Regions from separate parts of the Mus musculus genome. Here all the other regions are linked to region 5. Evidence: chromatin contacts called from public Hi-C, HiCAR-type and promoter capture Hi-C data. All regions are on one chromosome and are shown on one strand. The core of a region is the stretch at or near the end of the contact, and the rest is flanking DNA. Distances in the headings are between cores, read along the strand shown. Region 1 has its middle 130 kb from the start of Erbb4. Region 2 holds the start of Igfbp5 (insulin-like growth factor binding protein 5). Region 3 holds the start of Xrcc5 (X-ray repair complementing defective repair in Chinese hamster cells 5). Region 4 holds the start of D230017M19Rik (RIKEN cDNA D230017M19 gene). Region 5 holds the start of Bard1 (BRCA1 associated RING domain 1). Region 6 holds the start of Tmem169 (transmembrane protein 169). Region 7 holds the start of Spag16 (sperm associated antigen 16).

Region 1 (2,923 bases), core at 259-2,758, 1.9 Mb after region 5:
CTGTGCTTGTATAATTAGAAAAACTATTGTATAAGAAAGAGCTTCATATTAGGGAATCCTTTTCTTAAAAATCAGGAACTTGGGTATGACATATGTGTGTTCATCATGCTTATTTTGTTAGCTTAATTATGTCAAATAGCTTACAAAGACATACAAATGAAGTATTTTTCCTTCATACTTAAAAAAAACTTGTTCTTATTGAGTGGAATAACGAAGCCTGAAATCCAATTTCCAAGTTTTTATAGCTCTTGAAATTATACCTCACTTCCTAGGAAGATGAGTTCATAGCATGTATTAGGTGAATCTCACCACACTCTGCGAGACCTTGATGCTGACAGGCAGGAGGACAGGTTGGCTATCCATTCATGGCGAGGTTGCATGTTGATTTTGGCACTTGAGGGGATTTGAAGATACCAAGTCTTAAACCACCGATATATGTAGAACCTGCACAGATAGACAGGCACTAAGTACCCATAGAATTCAGAGACCCGGGAGCTTAGGGTCCAAGTTGTTGTCTAGAGAGAAGCCATTCTTCCTGAATGAGATAACCCCAGATTTCAACACTGAAGTTCAAAGGTGACTTAGCTGTGTCACACTTGAACGCTATAACCCTCCGAGAAAAATCTCACTAGGCATCACCAATGAACAACACTGGTATACTAGATTTGCTTAAATTCTCCACGGCCTCAGCCTCAGCTCCTCCTTCACCACCCTTTCCCAGGCATAGGATATAGGATCCCTAGACAAATGTGTTAGAGCCACACTGTGTGCTGATGTGCTAGGAGGGTATGTGTGTGTTTGTGTGTGGGGGTGTGTTTATGTGAATTATTTCAATTATGTTATTTCCTGAGATGGCTTCTGCTATTTTCTCTGTTTTGTATAAGTAGAAAACAGAGATAAGGAGTGGAGGTAACTTGCCTAAGGTGACTGACACAGCTTGTGAATAGAGGTACTGGAAACTTAGTGTTAGTAGGAGTAGCTGGGGTGTGTGATGTCAAAGAGCCAGGGCACAGGTTAACATTTTAGGTGAAAGATTAACTCTCTAACAGTGATTATTAAATGTTTTGGGGTCTTCTATTCTTTTGGGGGGGGTTGTGAAGAAAAGTGGTTTTCTTCTGGTCCCTCCCATCTCAAAACTCAGCCCCTCTGACCTACACTCACTGTCAGGAAAAAGCTGTGGCCATCTCCTGGGACCGAGGTGAAGGATTTTCTAAGTATATTCTTCAAAACGTGTCTTAAAACTAGAAATGCAGAATTATCCTCCACACTGTGACTCAGAAAGTCCAGACCGGCACAGTCGAGATGAGTAACGGCTGCTCCTCGGAAGGGGCTGGTGAACAGGTTGGAAATGTTATTTGTTGAGACTTTTCTACTCGCCATTGTGCTCTGTGTGGAATGTGCACGGCTTCTGGACCAGCCAGCTCCGCCTAAAATGGCTCTTTGAAGTGGGAGGTCTTTATGACAGAAAAGGAGATGACCACAGAATGAAAAGGATTAAGGAATAAAAGATCAAGAGTGTGCACGGCGCGCTTCCGCCACCTTGTGGACAGAGATGTCTTTGCATGTCTGCTGGGAACACCAAACTGTTTTTCAAGATTTTACTTTGTTTAAAAGAATTAAATGAAAGGAATATCTAAATATTTTCACATTGCCCACATAAGTCTGTTTCTTTTCAAAAATTAAATCATGTTTATTTAATTATTTATTATCCATTTATCTGTTTATTGTGTATGTGTGTAAGGGCATGTGTGTAAGCCACAGCTCAAATATGGACCATAGAGAAAAACTTATCACAGTAAGTCCTTTTCTTCTACCATGTGGGGCCTGGGGAACAAACTGAGGTTTGGTGACAAGTGCCTTCAACTGCTGAGCCATCTCACTGGTCCATTCTCCAAACACACACACACACACACACACACACACACACACACACACAGACAAACACACACACACACACAGACACACAGACACACAGACACACAGACACACAGACACACAGACAAACACACAGAGAGAGAGAGAGAGAGAGAGAGAGAGAGAGAGACTTACATGGTGTCATATTTTGATGACTTACATATTCTCTGTCATTAAAATAGTAATAATTATATATTTGCATCTTAATTCTATTCTGGTCATTTATGTTACTTTTATTTTTAAAATAGGATAATTAATCTTTCTACCACTCAACTTTATCTGTGAAAGGAATAATTTAAGACAATGTAATTTATTATATAAATTATGCATACTGTCTTATGCTCAGGAGACAGTATATAATTGTGGGCAGTATCCATAGCTTTATCATTTTTATTTTAATATTCATTTAAAAAGGTAATGGATACATATGTTAGGGTGTCATGTACTGCTCATGACAGAGACATATGAAGTTCAGGTGAAGCTTCACACAGTTGCTGACATTTTCAGATAAAATGTCATCTAATCCAGTTTTTTTTTTGTAAATTTTGTTCCATCTTTGTCAGAGTGAAATATTTATAGTGTTTAAAGAATTACATATTCAAGTTCAAGATTAGAAACATGTTTATTTCCATTTAAAATGATAATATTAGATCAGAGTATATACCAATCAAATATAAAGGAGAATTGTGTGTACATTTGTTCACACAAACACATGTGTATGTATATGGTATGTGTGTGTGTGTGGTGTGACGGTATGTGCCACGGAAGCGCAGAGAAAGATCTCAGGTATTTGCCTTATTCCCCTGAGATGGGATCTCCTGTTGAAACCGATATTAACTGTTTCTCTGTCTCCACTAGCATGGTCAGACAGTGAGCTCCCTTGGTCTGCTTCCCTCAGCTGCCAATGCTGGCACTGTGGAGACACGTGGCAATGGCTGGCTAGAATTTGCACCTCGTGTCTTCATGCTTGTGTTGCTAACAGTTTCTTTTACCCACGGAGCAATCTTCC
Region 2 (3,103 bases), core at 262-2,761, 1.8 Mb before region 5:
GAGTGTGAACAGCGCCCGGGGAGATGCTCCCAAATGGAGCCAGCAAGGGAAATATTTTCTCAATATTGCAGTCCTCCAGCAAGAATTCTTATCATAGATAAGGGTGCAGTCTAGTGGCAAAATTCATGAAATGCAGCCCCTTTTTCTAAAAGAACAGAGCAAGGGAAGAAGAGAGTTGGAGAAAGGGCAAAAGCCCTGCCCCCAAGAACTCCCCAGAGACCATCACTTGATCATGTCTTTTCTTACCTGTGGTGGGCAGTCTACAGACCACCTATCATGTCAAATTAATTTTTAAAACAAACAAAAAAAGCTAAAGCCATCATATTCCTTCTTTCAAAAATTAGGTTTTCTTTCATTTTCCTAAGGGAAGAATGGTCCCTAGTGCTGACTAGCGATCTGGGGCTTCCTGTGGCATGGTGAGGATTTCTCACGTGCAGGCTCCAGGATGCTACCTTGGTACATATTAACCCTTAAACAAGGTCTCCTGCAGCGAGGTACCTGCTCACTCCAGGATCTGCCTACCCCACAGAAATGCCTCATTGTCAACCCAAGAAGGTTATCACTTTATCCTACCTTCCTTCCATTTAAAAGGACATTTAAGGTGTCCATGAGGACACCAGATAAAACTGACAACCCACAGCATTTCCTCCAGGGTCTCAGTCACTACTCCCAACAAAGCTGGGGAGGGGGGTGGGGTGGAGGGCGTTATCCCTTCTTGAAAGTGCACATAGCACGCTCACACTCAGAGAGAGAGAGAGAGAGAGAGAGAGAGAGAGAGAGAGAGAGAGAGAGAGAGAGATTCCCTGGTCATCTATATAGGTGAAGGAAAATGACCACTGGCTTTAACTAAAATCAGTACCCCACCAGAACAATAATGACAAGCCCTTGCCATAATCCCTCTGCCCCTTTTAATGGGGGAGGGGTCTACACACGCGCCCGCACTCCTTTTCTCTTTAAATTTATCTCAATGCCCCTCACCAGCTACTGTACACTACTTGTCCTCCAAACACAAACACACAGACAGACAAACCTTCAGTGGTCTCTTAGACACTTTTTTTTCTAAAGTTGGAAAGGACTTCTTGGGCAGGGTATACACGGCTAATAAGAAAATGTGACTCCTAACAGCCAGTGTCCGGGCTAGTTGTCGGAAAACAGACTCGCTCCATTGTATTCACCCAGCTTCTGAAGAGTACTGCCATCCACTCCTCCCTCCACCTTCTCCCTACTCTCCTCTGTAGCTCGCCTGTCTTCGCCCCCCCCCCAAAGCCCTTTCCGTACATTCCGTGAGGAGGAGGGCTCTGTGTAGGGAGCGAAGGGGAGCCCCCGTGTCTAGAAGGCCTCTCTTCCCCACCCCCACCCCGTGTGAGTTTGCGCTGCAAAGCTCCTTGGCATCCTTGCATGGGTTGGGTGTTGGGGAGCTCAAATTGCAGCTACAACTGGCTGGCAGCCAGGGGCCGTCTATTTAAAAGCGCCTGCTCGACCAGAGCCCGCAGTCTCTTTGGAAACTTCTAAAAGAGCTAGGAAAGAGCTGCAAAGCTGTTTGGGCTTTTTTCCCCCTTTTTGTTCCTTTTTGTTACCCCCCCCCTCGGTCTGCACCCTTCTCCGGACTTCACGCAGAACCTGCGGGTTTCGAAGAGGTGGTGACAGAGCAGGTGTTGGGGTCCAGGTTTGGTGAGGTCTGGGTTTTTGCCCTTTTTCCCCCCTCGATTTCAACATTTTCCCGATCTTGTTGTCAGCCGCCGACGCCTCTTACCTGTTCTGCGGCAGCAGCGCAGCTGGCCGCTGAGACCGAGCGGAGTGGGGTTGCGTTTTAGATTTTAAGCAAAGGGGGGAAAATTAAGCCCAATCCATTTTTTTCTTCACCTCCTCCCTTTTCAAGGCCTCCAAGCTAATTATTTCTGTTGCTTTGGAGTGAGCAATTCTGTGGTTCTCTCCACCACCACCCCCAATTCTGACCCGATCCCGCCTGGGGGTTTCTACGGTCTCCGCTCGCTCTGCGTGCACCTGGCGCGCCTCTTTTTTTCACCCCCAACCTGTTGCAAGTCTTTAATCCTCGCAATTGGGACTTGCGTGCAGGCATCTGAATCCTCCTTGCCTCATATTTTGCAAGTGTTTGGGGGAGAGCACCTGCTCTACCTGCAAGAGATTTAAAAGGAAAAAAATCTCCAGGCTCCCTCTTTCTCCACACACTCTCGCTCTCCTGCCCCGCCCCGAGGTAAAGCCAGACTCCGAGAAAATGGTGATCAGCGTGGTCCTCCTGCTGCTGGCCGCCTATGCCGTACCGGCTCAAGGCCTGGGTTCTTTCGTGCACTGTGAACCCTGCGACGAGAAAGCTCTGTCCATGTGTCCCCCCAGCCCTCTGGGCTGTGAGCTGGTCAAAGAGCCCGGCTGTGGCTGCTGCATGACTTGCGCCCTGGCGGAGGGACAGTCGTGTGGCGTCTACACGGAGCGCTGCGCCCAGGGTTTGCGCTGCCTCCCCCGGCAGGATGAGGAGAAGCCGCTGCACGCCCTGCTGCACGGCCGCGGGGTTTGCCTCAACGAAAAGAGCTACGGCGAGCAAACCAAGATAGGTGAGCGCTACTGGGGTTTCAGTTGCACGGCACAGGAGCTGGGGAGGGAGGCACCTTGGATGGGTGGGGACCGGGGACCGATTGGGAACCCGCGCGCTTTGCGCGCGCAGCAAGTGGCTTAGACCCTAGTAGCTCCTGAGAGTAGATGGGGTGGGTCCTTGCACCTCACACTTGAATCCCTGGCAGAGCAAGCTATCCTAGGCGGCTGTCTAACCGTCTCTACCAGTTTACACTTCATCTCCACCCCAACCCGACCCTCCCCCACTCCTAACTCGTGGCAATTCTGACTCTGAGCTCCTTTTGAGTCTCAAAGTCCAAATCCCAAGAGAATCCTCTCTGAAAAAGAACAGGTTAAATTATCAACTCCCTTCTCCACCCCAACCCCGTACTTTTCTCCCTAAACTTTAGAAAATCCTTTCTGTTAAAAGGTCATTTTAATTGGAATCTGAAGATGCGTTCCATCTTTAAAGCTAATTCTACCTTGATCCCTCCAAGCCTCACCCCTCCGCCCCCATCTCAGTGCCTCTAAATTT
Region 3 (3,232 bases), core at 16-2,515, 1.2 Mb before region 5:
AGTAAGGCATCAAAGAGTTTGACAGTGTAAATTCTGGTCTGGAAGAATGGTTTATGATAATTTAAAGTCTTTGGAAGCAGTAAGAAAACCAGGGAAGACAAACTGGGAGGGTACTGCAGCTCTTCATTACCACACTGAAGCAATACAACCTGCTAGAATTTTATCAAGTACATCTGCCACAGTAAGTCCTTCACGGGAGCTACAAAGTTCTCAGCAACTGAAGGCAGAGGAACAAAGGAAGCGAGCAACATCATTATGGGTTCATAATTTCATCAAATTCCCAAATGGGGGTGGAGGAAAACAGAGCTCCGTTATTGAACCCCTATCTTGTTTGTATTAAACGAATGAATGGATCCTTGCCATTGCATCTCTCTCTAGTGATCAAAAACAACCTCTCTAAAGTTTACAGTAATTTCCATTATTAATCTAGGATTCTAAGATCATAGATTCTTAGAAATTGAGCATTCTGTTTTGCTTTTCTTTCAGAGCTCCGAATGAATTCCCATTCACATGTTACCACTCATGGAAAGGGTGACCACGTTCTAATCACTTCAGTTCTTCATGTCTTGCTTGGTTCTCCTACTGACAAGCTAAGGGTAATAATGGTCGTCTCACGGTTTGGTGTGAAGATTTAATTAAATAGGAATAAAGGGCTTAGTTGTGCCTCACACAGTAAGCTTTCAATAAATTCGAGATTTTTAAATTATTATGAAGGTCATAATATTACGTAATATTACACCTTGAGTTATTTCATTCACAGAATCACAAAACCCCTCTGAAGTTTTACGAGCCTGGCATGTAGGGGATCTATCCTCGATAACTTACAAAGATTTTTAGAACCCAGGTTCGGAAGCAATAAAGGACGTCTGTGTTAGCAGGTGGCGTGGATAGAAAGTAAACTGAAGCAACGAGGGAGGAGGGAAGGGTGAGAGGCTGGAGAAGCAGGAGGGAGGATTTCGGAAGCGTGAAGGTGCACAAGACTCAAATGCAGAACTCCGAACCCCAAGTCTTTCGTTTTGAGCATCCATCCTTCAGTGCTGACTCAGCTGCGATTCCCACAGCTTCCACCCTCTAGAGATCCCCGGCTTAGGAAAGGCAAAAGGCCCTGCTCTCGGTACCTTATTACCGGACCACGCCATGCTGGTCCTCAGGTGATTTGATTACTTTTTCCGGGCGGAAACCTAGAGTGTCGCAACTCAGTTCCGGGCAACCCACAGATCCAGACGTCCCGCGTGCAAGGCGGGGAAGCCATGGGCTCTGAGCATGCGCAGAATTCTCTCCCTGCCTCCTTAGGCAAGGCTTTGTTCTCTGAGCCGCTAAAAGCCAGTCAGTACTGGGCTGGAGAAATGGCTCTGCCGTCTAAGACATTTGTCATCAAGCCTGACGAGCCCATTCAAGCTCCAGGCACCCATATTGTGGAGAAAAAGAACCAATTCCACAAGTTGCCCTCTGATCTCCACGTGTCCCACACATCACAATAAGTAAATAAATAAATTTAAAATAACAAGTTTAATAGTAAAAAAGTAAATAGGGGGTTAAAGGGAAAGGGTCCCAGGTTAGGAATGTGTACTGTTTTCGCAAGGGTATTTCAAAGCCCAGCACCTACATCAGCCTTCCGCGGATCTGACGCCCTCTTCTGGCCTCCACTCAATGCACATACCCACATGCAGCCGCGTGCATACATGATTTTTAAAACTAAAAAAAAAATAATAATTGCTATTACTCAATTGATAATAATCCCTTTCGCTAGCAATTTGTATTGGCACTCTGGAGTTAAAAGTCCCCTGTGTAAGATGAATCCACGAAGTCACTTAACTCCTCTAAAGGCCTTCTAAATATGATACTAAAAAAAAAAAAACCATGAACACGATGACCTTAGATCAACGTCCAAAGAGAAGAGTGAGAGTTCACCGAGTTAAAAGAAAAAGATGGCTCACAACCATCTGTAATGGGATCTGATGCCCTCTTCTGGTGTGTCTGAAGACAGCTACAGTGTACTCACATATATTAAATAAATAAATAAATCTTTAAAAAGGAAGAAAAAGTAGGAAAGGCATTCAACTCTACAGACAAAGTGGTTAAAACACCTTAGCCTCTGGGAAGAATTTCCTACTACCCTGGCGTGTCTGTGGCTGGGAAAGATGCCCTTTTCTAGAGATGGAGGCTGTCAATTCCCGTGAGTGTTCACCACTCATTTGCAAGGAAATTGCCCTGCAGTTCTTCCCTTCTGATAACCCTTGCACAGAAACTGCCTGTTTTCTATACAAAAATGACTCACAAGCTGCAGGTGGTTGGACAAAAGGTCCAGAGACCTGGAAAATGTCTGCAAACCTCTGTTCAATGTGGGAAACGTTCAATCAGATTCTCTTTTGTTGAAAATGGTCCCAAGAAAACAGGCACTAAAATTGATATGATTTGGAGAATTTTTGAAGAAGCCTTCAGGGAATGAAGGTTTAAAAATCGAAGCTGATAGGGTTCGAGAGATGGCTCAACAGTTAAATACATTCGCTGCTCTTGAACAGGACTGGGGTTCAGTTCACATATTACAGCTCACGGCCATCAGTAACTCCTGTTCCAGAGGATCCCATACCCTCTTCTGGGTTCTGAGGACACCAGGCACCCATGTGATACACAAACCTACATACGGGCAAAACACTCATACACAGAAAATAAACAAATAAAAATTTTAAAATAAACACAGTGGTGTCTAGACAGACACTTCGCACCCAGAGGACTCTTCCATGCTTTTATTCAGACTAGAGAATTTTTTGAAACTGAAACGTTATTTCTAGTTATAGTTTTACTATGGTTCATCTTTAGAGTTACTAGGGCTTTACCACAGAGAATGTTTGCAAGCTGTGTCATAGTTCCATCTCGGATAGAGTCTCTCTTTTCTCTTCCTCTCTCCCTCTTCTCTTTTTCCCCCTCTCTCCCCTCCTCCTTCTCTCTCCCTCCCTCCATCCCTTCTGTTTCTTTTACTCCCTCGTTTCTACAGACACACACACACACACACACACACACACACACTTCCAATACAAGTCTGTTTCCTAGGAAAAATAAAAAGAGGTTCTAGTAGCTGTCCTTGTTTGCATCTACACAATCTTTATGGAAGTCTCAAGAACCACCCACTTCTAAGCAGTTAGAAGACCATGGTCCTGAAAATGCATGGAGTTTAAGCATTGCTTGCTCTAAAAAAAAGCTTCCTTTAATCCAGGGGGAAAGAACAAACATG
Region 4 (2,801 bases), core at 278-2,777, 1.1 Mb before region 5:
TATTTCAGGGGCTGGTGAGATGGCTCAGTGGGTAAAAGCACCCGACTGCTCTTCTGAAGGTCCAGAGTTCAAATCCCAGCAACCACATGGTGGCTCACAACCATCCATAACGAGATCTGACTCCCTCTTCTGGAGTGTCTGAAGTACAGTGTACTTACATATCATAAATAAATAAATCTTAAAAAAAAAAAAAAAAGGACTGACTGCTCTTGCGGGGGTCCTGAGTTCAATTCCCAGCAACCACATGGTGACTCACAACCATCTGTAATGGGATCTGATGCCCTCTTCTGGTGTGTCTGAAGGCAGGTACAGTACTCATATATGTACAATAAATAAATAAATCCTTTTAAAAATAATTTATTTCAGAAGAATCTAGGACTCTGACACAACTTCTGTCAGTGAATCATTATTTATAGGTTACTGTACAAAAATAACATACCTAGAGCGGGTCTTTGCTGTGAAAATCAGCATAGGCATAAACAGTCAACAAAATTTTAGCTTTCAGAAAAATTATGCAAGCCTAAGAGTTTTTAATGCCACCAGACTTACATAACTAGCAAGTGTTTTGTGACAGTAAGCTGAAAATAACTTGTCCATCTTAGTAACCTTACAGCCTCACAGCTCTTTCCAGATCAAAAGCTAGACATTATGTAGAATATTATGCAGCAATGTAGAGTGATGTGCAGTAAAACTAACAGGTTGGTAAGAAATCCACGTTGGCCTAATTTCTAGGTCTCTTATTAAACCAGCATTATTCCCCAGAGGGGAAAAAAAGAGATAAAAACCTTAGAGTCTTTCCCACCTAATCACAGTTATTGACCAGTGGATGGAAAGACTGTGTAAAAAAGTAAAGAAGCGAGCTGCTCTGCCTGAAAAGCCTGGTAGTGGAAATATGAAACCTGAATAATAATAAGAAAAGTAAAGCAATAGAAAAAGATCAACTGGCGGCAAGCAGGCGGACTTCCGAGTTAGAGGCCAGCCTGGTCTATCAAAGAGGGGTTAACGAGACCCGGGTAACTACAAAGTAGAAAAGAAGACAGAAAAAGTAACTGCAGCCTGTATTTACGAGCTATAATAGTCCTAAATGTCTTACATTTAACCAACATTGTTCCCCAGAGGGGTTGCACCGTTCCTGGAGGTACTGCAATACCAGGTCGATGCGTGGAGTGGACGGAGCAAGCTCCTATTCCAACTCCTAGTTCCAAAAATCCATTTAATATATTGTCCTCGGATAGAGGACGTATCAGATATTAAACTGATAAGAACAGATACTACACTTGATCTTAGCCAAAAGGCCGAGAAGCGATACCAAATACAGACCACGCAGCCATGCTCTGCGTCCGTGAGACACATTACCTTTGTGGTGACCGCTCGCAACCCTCACTTCCTGCCTCCCCCGCGGTTCCTTCCTCCTCCGATCCGCGTCTGCGCCCTCCACACCTCACTCCCACTCCAGCACCCACGGCTTCAGATTCAACGTCCACGACCCGGGCTCTCCCGGCGTTCCCGAGCGCGCACGCCGAGTATGATTTGCATGCCCCGCCCCCTCGCGAAGGGCGTGACAACACAAGCCCAAATTAGGCCTGTGCACGTCGCCACGCCCCTCGCGTGGAGGCAGGACGTGCAAATCAGCTCTTCCCCGCGGCCTCCGCGATTCACAGGCCGACTCACAGACTATTGCGGTTTGGAATCCACCGGAAATAGAAAGACCTGAAGGGGGCATGTCCACGGCCAGATGCACTGGATAAACTCTGAGGCAGGACGGTGGCTGAAGGGTGGACCTACTGCTCCTAGTTCGCGTTGTCTTAAGACAATCTTCCCTTGTTGAGAGGCTGGCTCCACAGGGAGTCTAGCAGGCTAGTGATTTTCTGTTAGGTGTTTTCACAATGTTGTCAAGGCAAACCTACTTAGGTAAAAACTGTAGTAAATCTTGACCAAAAAAAAAAAATGTCATATATTGAAATCCTTAATAAATTGTGTGATGTCTTTGAACTTTTCTACAGTTTTCAGGCTAAAAAATACCGATGGTTAACATCAAATGCAATAATAATGCAGGGATCGATGATGTTTGGCACGTGGGAGTGAAGAGTGGACAGTCACTACTCTTATTAGCTCCTTGGTACCCAGAACCTTAGATCATTTTCAGTTTAAGGACAGACATAATCCTGAGAGGAATTTACCCCGAAGAGCTGTAGGCTCTGGGCTGGTTCTGTGCCTCTTTGAGTGTTATAGGGAATAAAGCTGGGTAGGATGCTTTCCAACCACTGCCACTGGAAATTGCAGAATGGAGGACCAGATCAGGCAAAGCCTAAACTATATGAGACCCAGCCTCAAGTAAAAGACAATCTGCCAAATATAAAGGGCAAAATACTAAAAGACCAAACTTCTAAATGTGTTTATGTGTAAGTACTCAATATTGTAGGATTTGGGCTTAGAGTTGCCCCCAAGGCTTTGGGACCTCTTATGCCAAACACAAACACCATCCTGATACATCCTATTACAGAGATTTTGTTGTGTTTTCTTATATTTGTAACTTTAAATCACTTTGTAACCATCAACTACTTAATGGATTGTCATTAGCATTTAAATCCTTTAGGTAAAGGTACCAGTGATGGTTTGAATAAGAATGGCCCCCACAGACTCATATATTTGAATGCTCAGTCACCAGGCAGTGGAATGTTTGAAAGGATTACAAGGGTTAGAAGGTGTGGCCTTGTTGGTGGAAGTGTGTCACTGGGTGTGGTCTTTGAGGTTTCAAAAGCCCATGCCAAGTCCAGAATCTTTTTCTGCCCGTGCTCCAG
Region 5 (3,168 bases), core at 351-2,850:
GCTTTATATTACATGTCCACCCTGGTTCTATAAATGCTCATATAAATGTGCATGCTATGAACTGTGAGGTTAAAAGTACCTGAGAGACTCTACATTCAGGATCAGGAAAACCTTTCAAGCATTGATGTTTGAGCTGAGATCTGAAGGAGTACTGCCTAAGAGGAAAATTCCAGGTTCCAAAGTGAATCTTTGTGTAAAAGCCCAGAGGCAGCTGGACCTAGGCTTTTGATGAAGAAAAGCTCCACGGGAGAATAATGGCATGCTTTCCCAGGTTGGCATAGGCCTCATATCTCATCAAAGAAATAGCTTTAGAGTTTTATTTGTTTGTTTGTTTGTTTATTTATTTGAGATAGGGTTTGTCTTGACTGTCTCAGAACTCTGTTGACTAGGCTGGCTTTGAACTCAGAGATCCACCTGCTCTTCCCCCCCCCTCCCCCCATTTCCATGCCTCTAGTGCTGGGATTAAAGGACCTTCCAGGCCTTTCCACCTTTAGAGTTTAATCAGGGTAGTGCCAAGACTAATTTTGTGTTTGGTAATGTCTTGTATATCTTTAGTGAGGCCTAAGGATGGGAGGCAATCTAGGCAGATGTGTGGATTCCAGTAAGAAGGAACAACTTTAAGGTAAACAGAGGCAGCTGGGGCGGTTAAGCAGAGACAGAGAAATAAAAGGGGATATGCAAGAATGTGTTCATAGGTTGGAAGCTGTGGAGAGGGCGGGCTGTGCTTGCCCAGTGTTAATATTCAGATCCGCAGGAGGGTCTATGGATTTGGCTGGTAGAATACTTCTAGCATAAAGGAGGCTCTAAACTCAGTTCAGCACCATGTAAGCTGGGCGTGGTGGTGCATATCTGTAATCCCCTATCGCGCAGAGGTGGAGGATCGCAAACTGAGAAGTTCAAGGTCACCCTTAGCTTCACAGTTTAAGCTAGGTTGGCAAACAGACGCCGTTTCAAAAAAAAAAAAAAAAAAAAAATCCCCGGGGAGGGTAGACCCTCTAGCAAACAAAAACGTTTTATGCAGTTTATCATATTTTAAAAGCACACCAGAACTTCTAAGAGATGCCCTTGGTCGGATATTTACAGCTAGTTAAAAAGTGAAATTGAAACTTAGTATTTAGCGGATTCTTATATCCTACAGCAAGGAGAAAAAGAGAACTTTCTTATATAAAGGGTAGTACTTTTATTGTCATGGGAAAAGCTTGTCCAAGTTCAACAGTAGCTTGAATGCCACTCTTTGTAGATGGCTTCAGCGGCAAGCTCCTGAGGCTATGGGAGGGTTAGAATCCAACTTCTAGGTAAGCACAGTTTCAGTAAACTGAGAGGGGGTGGGAATGAAACCCATGGGGAGCCCCGCCTCTTTGAAGGCGTGGCCTGAGGCCCCGCCGCTCAGTTTCCCGCTCAGGAAGTTTGAGCGCGCTATACCCCGCCTCCTAGGGCCACAGGCCTAGGTGACTTCTCCCCACGCCTCCTCAACCCCGCGCCTTGGCACTTTGGTTTCCGCGGTCCGCCCTACACCTCCTGAGGGCGTGGCCTCTCAAGCCTCGCCTCTCCATTTCCGGAACTTGGACCGCATTACTAAAGCCCCGCCCTCAGGCCTTGAGGGCGTGGCCTAAAGCCGGGTCCTTCCATCTCTGAGTTTTACCGCGTTTCAGCCTCCGAGCCGGAGGCGTCCGACCAATTCAGAGACTCCGCACGCAGCAGGATCCGGCGGTGACCAGCGGGGTGCGGCGCTAGAGCAAACCTGACCTCCCCTCCTCTGTGGGAATGCCACGCCGGCCGCCGAGGGTCTGCTCTGGGAACCAGCCTGCTCCCGTGCCCGCCATGGAGCCGGCTACCGACGGGCTTTGGGCCCACAGCCGCGCGGCGCTTGCCCGCCTGGAGAAGCTGCTGCGCTGCTCCCGCTGGTAAGGACCGGCCTGGCGACCTAGTGTCGTCTGTCCCTCCGTGTCCCACTCCTGAGTTTTCTGAGTGGCTTCCCAGCCACCTGCAACGAAGATGACTCAAACGGCACTTTTCGAATTTTCGCGGGAGAACTGCCTTCGGGGCGTGGCTCAAAGCGCAGCTCGTTGGTCACTCCCCGAAGGTGACGCTCGGAGCTGAGCCGAGCTAGTGCTGCTGGGGTCCTGGAGTTCGGTCCTCTGGGAGCGTGGTCCCGTGGTTGCGTGCGGGGCACAACAGCCCCTGTGAGGCTGACCTTTTGGTCCTTTCTCTAGTAGCAGGCTCGGCGTGGGGAATGGGAGGCTAGGGACCTGGTGACCGGTAGTTTGGCGATGGCAGTTTGTTGAGCATCGCAATTTTAACTTAGTTAGATTATGGCCCTGTACCACTGATCCTCCAACATGCCCTCTCTTGGATTTTATTCAGTCTGAAATGCACTCCTAAGTGGTACTTTCTTACCTGAGGCTGTTTATCGAATACTACCAAGAAATATACTTCTTTCCCCTTTTTTCTCTTTGGCAGTAGCGAATGTTAAGCCTTCAGTCTTTACTACAAATACAGTGTTAACTGCAACTTTTTTTTTTTTTTTTAAAGTTAACTGGCAACAAACTTTGCACTTACGTTAAATTATTCTTTTTTTTTTTTTTTTTTTTTTTTTTTTACAAACTCTTAGTATTTGAAAGAATGGCATTGTATTTCTTAGGAGAGTGGCGATTCTGTTAACATGAACACGTTCTGAGTTCTGCTTGTGTTTTCCTAAAGCATACGGATCATCCTGGGTGTAGACATACATCGGAAACTCAACTTCTAGTTGCAGTAGCAGGCCAGTGATGACGCACATGTTGGATCTCAATCTGTGGGTCGCGACCACTGGGACACACATTTAGGTCTTAGGAACGGAGACCCAGCTTAGTAGCAAAATTACAGTTATGAAGTAGCAAAGAAAAGAATGGTATGGTTTAGGGTCACCACAACGTTTGGAACTATATTGAAGGGGTTGTAGCATCAGGGAAGGTTGAGACCCAACCACTGCTTTAAATAGTTGAACCACAGTTAAACTCAGATGGAAACACATATTCTTCCACTTAGAATGTGTCAGACCACATGAGTTCAGGTTCCAGCCACATCTTTGGTCTTCTCTGTACCTCAGTAATAATGGTTTGCTCATTCACATATTAATTTGCTAATATTGAGATTTGATAATAAACATGTAATGAATACATACCAAAC
Region 6 (3,144 bases), core at 337-2,836, 1.2 Mb before region 5:
TTTTAATGTGTTCATGATCACATAACTGACATAAACAGACGGCTACCAGAGCTCTTGATGGACTTCCCAGACAAAAACAGCCAGAGAGCTTTAGCTCTTCCTTTCTGCGTGCTGGTTGGAATCCATCAGCAGCTAAGCTGGAGAGGGAAGTGCTTCTAAAAAGAGGTCAGAGAAGGCCAGGGAGGTGGAGGGCCTAGAGGTGCTCTCAGAACTGCAGTCTGGCTGGTGCGAGAGACCCAGTGTCTAACTTCACTTCTCTCTGTGAATTTTTTAAGTAGTGGCTCCAACCGCCACCTCCCCAAACAGACACAAATGGCATTTGTTGACTGGAAAAGGGAAAACAGAGCACCCCCGGCAAAGTTAGAAAGACTGTTGTCCTGGATTAAGACCAATGACCTAGCATAGTCCGACATAAGGAAAGAGATAAACAGAAAAGAGCTAAGAGGGCAAGGCTGCTGCTGCTGCGCTTGATGATGGGGTTCAATCCCTGGTGGCACCCATACGGTACAAGAAGAGAACTGACTCCTGCAATTCGTCTTCTCACACACACACACACACACACACACACACACACACACACATATGTAATGTTAATTTTTAAATGAACAAACAGAAGGGCAGGGCATGGTATCCCATGCCTTTAATCCCAGCATTCAGTAGGCAGAGGCAGGGGGAATCTCTTAAGTTCCAGGCCAACCTGATCTACATAGTGAGTTCCAGGACAGCCAGGGCTATAGAGAGAGAGACCTTGTCTCAAAAAAAAATTAATAATAATAATTAATTCAAAACAAACAGAATGTGAACAATAAATTGTTCCTTGGAACCAACTGGGAGCTGATAAGTTCCTTGCTGAAGGTAGGAGCTAAAAGGCAGGTTCCAAAACCATAAACCTAGAAATGAATCTTACAAGAACCATGCAACGATTCATCTTTATCTGCTGCTATATAACCCAGATGAAACGGACCAGGTCTCAAATCTATGGAAGGGTGCTTTTTTTTTTCATTTCTGGGTGGGGCACTGAGAATGAGGTGAGGGTGGCCTAAAATCATTTTGTTTAATCATTCATTATTTAGGCTCTGTGGATAACTGCAACTGTGTGCCCTCTCCTGCCCCACCCCCTCCTCCCTTTCGACTCCCTCCCTGAAGAAGAAGGGATCTGGGACCTGGATGGCTTCCCTTCAGCTAACCTAAGCCTTTCCCCACTTCCTAGCCCTCTGCACACAGCTGCTGAAGCCCAGACAGCCAGATGTCTGTTGCAGATCGGTACTGCGAGGGCCCAGACCTGCAGCCTTTCTCTACACAGATGCTCTGGAGATGTAATTTTAATTAACGGTGGGAGCTATGGCCCCAAGGATTGGATTTTCAGAACAGAAAATATCCTTCCCATTTCGTTCTTTCTCACTCTCTTTTCATTCCTCTGTCGTTTCCCCCCAATGTCACCGACATTTAAAAATAAATATGAAAAAAATCGAACGAGGAGTCTCACCCACACCTTCACTGGGACCCAGGAGGGAAGCTGAGGATGCAGACGGCTGCGGGCGGCCGCCAGGAGCGGTCCAGCTCTGGGAGGAGGCCTAGCGCGCCGCGAAGGCGGGGCCTGGGCGGGGCCTGAGGCGGGACCACGCGGACTTAGGGGCGGGGTCTGTTTGGTTACGTGGCCAAGGACTGCTACTAATAGAGCTACTTCTGAGGAACACGTGGTCTAGCTTTAGCAAGAACTCAGAGACAGACACTTTGTGGCCATGGGCTCTTGGAAGACTGGTCAGAGCTACCTAGCGGCCGGGTTGCTGAAGAACCAAGTGGCCGTGGTCACCGGCGGGGGCACAGGCATTGGAAAAGCCGTCTCCCGGGAGCTCCTGCACCTGGGTACGTGAGCAGGCCTCTGGGGCTGGGCTAGTGTCCGCAGAGGTCCAGCTCGGGTAAACTGGGTTCAGAGACAGAGGGGAGTGCTGGCGGACCGGGAAGAGGTTGCAAAGCTCCGGTCTGCAGAGCTGAGCAATGAGGGAAAACGAAATAACAGAGGTTTTATTCCGAATAGCCGAGAAATGTTGAGAGGCCCTGATCAGATTTTCTTCTCACGTCCCCTGTGCTAAAAGCAAGAAAAAGGAAAAGTTATTAAACTTAGAATGATCACGTAAACACACGCACAAGGAAGCCATCAAGAAGAAAATAGTTACATTTAATATTTAAATATGTGAGAATGTGCATCTTCTTTGGGTTTACTTTTTTTTGTTATTTTGTTTTGTTTTTTTTGTTTTTTTCTAGACAGGGTTTCTTTTTATTAGCCCAGGCTGTCCTGGAATTCACTTTGTAGACCAGCTGGCCTCGAACTCAGAAATCCGCCTGCCTCTGCCTCCCGAGTGCTGGGATTAAAGGCGTGCGCCACCATGTCCGGGTTTTGGGTTTACTCTTAACCCAAAGCAAACTGTTCCCAGGTGGTGGTGACATATGACTTTAATTCCAGCACTCAAGAGGCAGAGACAGGTGGATCTCTGTGAGTTTCAGGCTAGCCTGGTCTACAGATCGAGGTCCAAGTCAGTCGAGGTTTCACAAAGAAACCCTGCCTCGAAGATGTGGGTAAGAAGGAAGAGTGCAAAGTTTATAAAGGCATATTTGAAAAGTATTTCCAACACGACGCTTGTATTGTGCAAAGAGCTTTGACAAGTAGATTTTTTTTAAAGATTTTTAAAATTTTATTTTATGTATATGAGTACACTGTAGCTGTCTTCAGACACACCAGAAGACAGTATCAGATCCCATTACAGATGGTTGTGAGCTACCATATGGTTGCTGGAAATTGAACTCAGGACCTCTGGAAGAGCAGACAGATCTCTTATCTGCTGAGCCGTCTCTCCAGCCCTGACAAGTAGATTTTTAAAAATCTGACATCAAGTGGAACAAATGAGAAATGATTTGGCCTTGACATTCCATGCTGAACTAACACAAGAAATAAATACATGGAGAAATGATTGACTTTATCTTATCAGCAGTACACTGCAAAAAAAAAAAACAAGACAGTATTGCAGTTTGCACTTTACCATTACTTCCAGCCTGTCTTCCACCAGGAAACTTCCCCTGGGAGGAGGAATTATTAAAAAAAAAAAAAAATCAACCAGTACCTGTTTAGTACAAAGGTCAGGATCT
Region 7 (2,874 bases), core at 146-2,645, 1.3 Mb after region 5:
AAAGTGAACATTCTGAAACAGATTATAAAGATTCATTTATGACACTAAGGCAGCCCACATTTTTTCAAATTGATTTCAAGACTTAACTCCTATAAAAATAATTTTTATCCAATATAATACTACATATTTTCTGCTTAACTGAGCCTGTTAAAGCTCCCAAAATGAATCACTGCTGGATCTATGAGATCTTGAATTTAAAAACAAGATACTAAACCGGCCATGGTGGCGCATGCCTTTAATCCCAGCAGAAGCAGAGGCAGGCGGATTTCTGAGTTCGAGGCCAGCCTGGTCTACAAAGTAAGTTTCAGGACAGCTAGGGCTACACAGAGAAACCCTGTCTCAAAACAAAACAAAACAAAACACAACAAAACAAAAACAAAACCAATCCAAACAAAACAAACAAACAACAAAAACCCATACTATAACTATTCCAATAATAATAGTAATAGATTTTTTTACTGTCTTTAACATCTTTATAGATAGCCATTTTTCATTTATCTATTGTATGTATGTGGCTCTTATTTTCAAACACTGAGCATTAATCCAGAATTTCCTATCTAGAGAAGAGAAGGCTAAAGACTTACAAAAGAGTTAATGAACCTAATTATACATATAAAATTATTCGTTTTTTTTTTCTGGTACCTACATTCATAACTGCTCATCATGATCTGTTGCTTTTTTCCAAGCATTTGCCTGCTCATTCCACACACATTTATTAGCCCAATGTGGGGGGGGCGGCAGGGTATTACAGTGCTACCACTTAACAGCCAAAACCGAAAGAAACTACAGAGGAAGGTAGGCAACCCTATGGAGAGACCTGGTACAAGACCACAGGGTGCCCAAAGGTACATACAGATCTCCCTTAATATGTCAGTATCTGATGGAAGTTATTAAGAAGGTATGCTGAGGGTGTGTGTGTGTGTGTGTGTGTGTGTGTGTGTGTACCATTCATCAGAGAGTTGGAAGAGTTTTTGTGCCACCTTCATGCCAATTGCCTCCATCCTACAAGTCAGGGTGTAAATTACAAGGTCCTGGAAGGCTTCCCTACTCTGCTCATGACTGTAACCACAGATGAGCCTACACTCCTAAAATGGCTTCTGCTGGGACAGAGCTGGGCTGGCAAGGACTCCACCTGGAGGTCCCATGGACACTCCATCAATGGCGTCCACAGACGCCCCGACAGGAAGCCCCTACGCAGGCCCCGTCAGTCACCAGCCCGCCCGGGAGGCCACCAGAAGGATACGCTCCAGGTAGTAGGCGCCCTCGGAGGTCACCGCCTCTGTCACCTCGCCGGTGGGTGACAAGCCAATGCCCAGCTCCTCCAGCACCCGCAGCGGCGGGACCCCAGACGGAGCAGCCATGCTTGCAACTGCGCCCCTCGGTGCCCCTCCGACTGGCGTCGCGACTCTCGCGAGAACCCGGGACCCCTCACCCCGACCAGCGGGGCACCAAAAGGCCCCGGTCAAGCCCTCTGCGCGTCCGCAGTTACTACGGCAACGCGTTGCCTAGTTACCCCAGACGCCCCAGGAAGCTTGGACTGCAGACCTGAAGCCCAGAACCAGGGACTCATATTACATTTACACAAGCTACTTGTTTGGGTGTTTTTGTTTTCATTTTGTTTGCTTGCTTGCTTGCTTGCTTGCTTGCTTGCTTGCTTGCTTGCTTGCTTGCTTGCTTGCCTGCTTTAACGCCATTCTTTTCGGCTTCCTTTTTCTTCATTGCTTTCCTTTACTCTTTGTTTATCACATGCCAAAGTCGGTCCTCAATTTTTAGATGTGTAGAGAACCTCAAATATTTCTGGGGAAGGGAAGACTTAAGAAAAGGTGGGATACTTGTCTCTGTATTTCTAGAAGAAGTGGGGAAAGTTCTAGGAACCATTTTTGAGGAGCTCCTTAAACCCCTAGCAATGAAAAGTAGGGGTGCTCACCTTTATTACATCCTTTCTAGCAATCTTTTAATTCTTTTATGTGGACATCTGTTTGGACCGCGGCTTCCTACACACGGACTTGGAATAGTCCCAGTCGTATCAAATTATACCATTGATTTTTGCTGAGGTAAACTCACATCCATAAAAAATTATGAGCTACCTATGACCCTAACATAAAGTCTAATAGGTGATATTTGGGATAGGGCATGTAGTTAAGAACTAATGAGCTACCTCAGAGGGAAGGGAGCAGGGAAGAAGGGCAGGGAGGAGATGGAAAGGGGAAAGAGAAGGAATAGCGAGGAGGACAAGAAGGAGGGGGCAGGAGAGAACTGACTAATTTGTCCAATCATGTGTCTCATTGCTGTGATAGAAACTTCTGGTTTATATAGTGTATATACATAGGCATCATTAAGACCATCTTTCAGATTCTTTTTCTTTTTTAATTCTACATTCCTTAATGAACTCTGGTTGATAATTAAATAAAAGCTCACGTTTATTTAATTAAAAAAAAAATACTGGTAACTTCTAGAGGGGTGACTAAGAACCTGAAGGTTGGAATCCGTTTGCATTACTTCCTGTCTACAGCCACACCTAGGCCCGAGGATAATGTCACCTGCCTCAAGTGTTGTTATTAGCTATAAATCACCAGAGCATTAGCCACCTATTCAGAGCATACAGAGATAAGGAATATGAGCTGCTTCCATTACACTTGGTTTTGCGTCTTAGAATAAAGGTCACAATGGTATCTGAAGAGTTCAAGAGTTTGCTCACAGCAAACGTTCTGAGTGCCCATTCAATGCAAAGAAGCAAAAATACAGAAGAGGAATTCTGAAAATGGGGGATCCATTGGCTTACATCTGGCTTCATCTTTCAAATGGTTGACTGTAAACTGAACCCTGAAAAGTGGCCTGGGTGCGGAATGGTCAGGCACTGCTGATGCCTCAAAG

Evidence for each region. Promoter capture Hi-C pulls out the DNA fragments that hold promoters and counts their contacts. A called contact is a pair of places that touch in the nucleus more often than the background predicts. HiCAR-type assays count read pairs that join an accessible place to other places.
Region 1: a contact with region 5 is called in a promoter capture Hi-C map of the HPC-7 cell line, with 6 times the contacts expected there. The contact joins the enhancer-like site here to the promoter of Bard1 in region 5. A contact is called at or near these places in 4 of 39 promoter capture datasets (3T3-L1-derived adipocytes, the HPC-7 cell line, hippocampal neurons and 1 more) and 1 of 115 datasets of contacts at active chromatin or transcription factors (astrocytes).
Region 2: a promoter capture Hi-C map of pre-B cells shows a contact between it and region 5. The contact joins the promoter of Igfbp5 here to the promoter of Bard1 in region 5. A contact is called at or near these places in 2 of 39 promoter capture datasets (the C10 cell line and pre-B cells) and 1 of 115 datasets of contacts at active chromatin or transcription factors (large pre-B cells).
Region 3: a promoter capture Hi-C map of pre-B cells shows a contact between it and region 5, with 5 times the contacts expected there. The contact joins the promoter of Xrcc5 here to the promoter of Bard1 in region 5. A contact is called at or near these places in 6 of 39 promoter capture datasets (the 3T3-L1 cell line, the C10 cell line, the HPC-7 cell line and 3 more), 2 of 484 Hi-C or Micro-C datasets (pre-B cells and uterus), 2 of 115 datasets of contacts at active chromatin or transcription factors (astrocytes and large pre-B cells) and 2 of 9 other capture datasets (adipose tissue and liver).
Region 4: a Hi-C map of the G1E-ER4 cell line shows a contact between it and region 5, with 3 times the contacts expected there. The contact joins the promoter of D230017M19Rik here to the promoter of Bard1 in region 5. A contact is called at or near these places in 6 of 39 promoter capture datasets (the C10 cell line, the HPC-7 cell line, cranial neural crest and 3 more), 6 of 484 Hi-C or Micro-C datasets (B cells, CD4 T cells, CD8 T cells and 3 more), 4 of 115 datasets of contacts at active chromatin or transcription factors (the 230-238 cell line, astrocytes, large pre-B cells and 1 more) and 1 of 9 other capture datasets (adipose tissue).
Region 6: a Hi-C map of B cells shows a contact between it and region 5, with 8 read pairs. The contact joins the promoter of Tmem169 here to the promoter of Bard1 in region 5. A contact is called at or near these places in 4 of 39 promoter capture datasets (the 3T3-L1 cell line, the C10 cell line, neutrophils and 1 more), 1 of 484 Hi-C or Micro-C datasets (B cells), 2 of 115 datasets of contacts at active chromatin or transcription factors (bone marrow-derived macrophages and large pre-B cells) and 1 of 9 other capture datasets (macrophages).
Region 7: a contact with region 5 is called in a HiCAR-type map of astrocytes, with 4 times the contacts expected there. The contact joins the promoter of Spag16 here to the promoter of Bard1 in region 5. A contact is called at or near these places in 5 of 39 promoter capture datasets (cranial neural crest, frontonasal cranial neural crest, hippocampal neurons and 2 more) and 2 of 115 datasets of contacts at active chromatin or transcription factors (astrocytes and thymic regulatory T cells).

Annotation. Positions count from the first base shown.
Region 1 is chr1:69,240,531-69,243,453 of GRCm38.p6, reverse strand. No RefSeq gene overlaps it. Among named protein-coding and RNA genes, the nearest start is that of Erbb4, 130 kb to the right of the region's middle. Within about 2 kb of position 1,508, at least 95 of the 459 cell types and tissues checked have an H3K27ac peak or open chromatin away from gene starts, as enhancers often do. A contact at or near this core is called in the HPC-7 cell line and second pharyngeal arch cranial neural crest, where this site is marked.
Region 2 is chr1:72,873,273-72,876,375 of GRCm38.p6, reverse strand. Igfbp5 (insulin-like growth factor binding protein 5) reads left to right here and starts at 1,511. Exons shown (of 4, transcript NM_010518.2): 1 at 1,511-2,570. The coding sequence starts at 2,237.
Region 3 is chr1:72,305,454-72,308,685 of GRCm38.p6, reverse strand. It overlaps Xrcc5 (X-ray repair complementing defective repair in Chinese hamster cells 5), which reads right to left and starts at 1,265. Exons shown (of 21, transcript NM_009533.2): 1 at 1,119-1,265. The coding sequence starts at 1,139.
Region 4 is chr1:72,242,719-72,245,519 of GRCm38.p6, reverse strand. It overlaps D230017M19Rik (RIKEN cDNA D230017M19 gene), which reads right to left and starts at 1,527. Exons shown (of 4, transcript NR_155355.1): 1 at 1,357-1,527. It overlaps Gm24497 (a small nuclear RNA gene), which reads right to left and starts at 1,307; the gene lies at 1,117-1,307.
Region 5 is chr1:71,101,404-71,104,571 of GRCm38.p6, reverse strand. It overlaps Bard1 (BRCA1 associated RING domain 1), which reads left to right and starts at 1,600. Exons shown (of 11, transcript NM_007525.3): 1 at 1,600-1,904. The coding sequence starts at 1,765.
Region 6 is chr1:72,282,815-72,285,958 of GRCm38.p6, reverse strand. It overlaps Tmem169 (transmembrane protein 169), which reads right to left and starts at 1,586. Exons shown (of 3, transcript NM_175564.4): 1 at 1,493-1,586. It overlaps Pecr (peroxisomal trans-2-enoyl-CoA reductase), which reads left to right and starts at 1,638. Exons shown (of 8, transcript NM_023523.6): 1 at 1,638-1,866. The coding sequence starts at 1,743. Gm51631 (a long non-coding RNA gene) reads left to right here. Exons shown (of 3, transcript XR_003947863.1): 3 at 1,211-1,461.
Region 7 is chr1:69,825,491-69,828,364 of GRCm38.p6, reverse strand. Spag16 (sperm associated antigen 16) reads right to left here and starts at 1,395. Exons shown (of 17, transcript NM_029160.3): 1 at 1,244-1,395. The coding sequence starts at 1,361.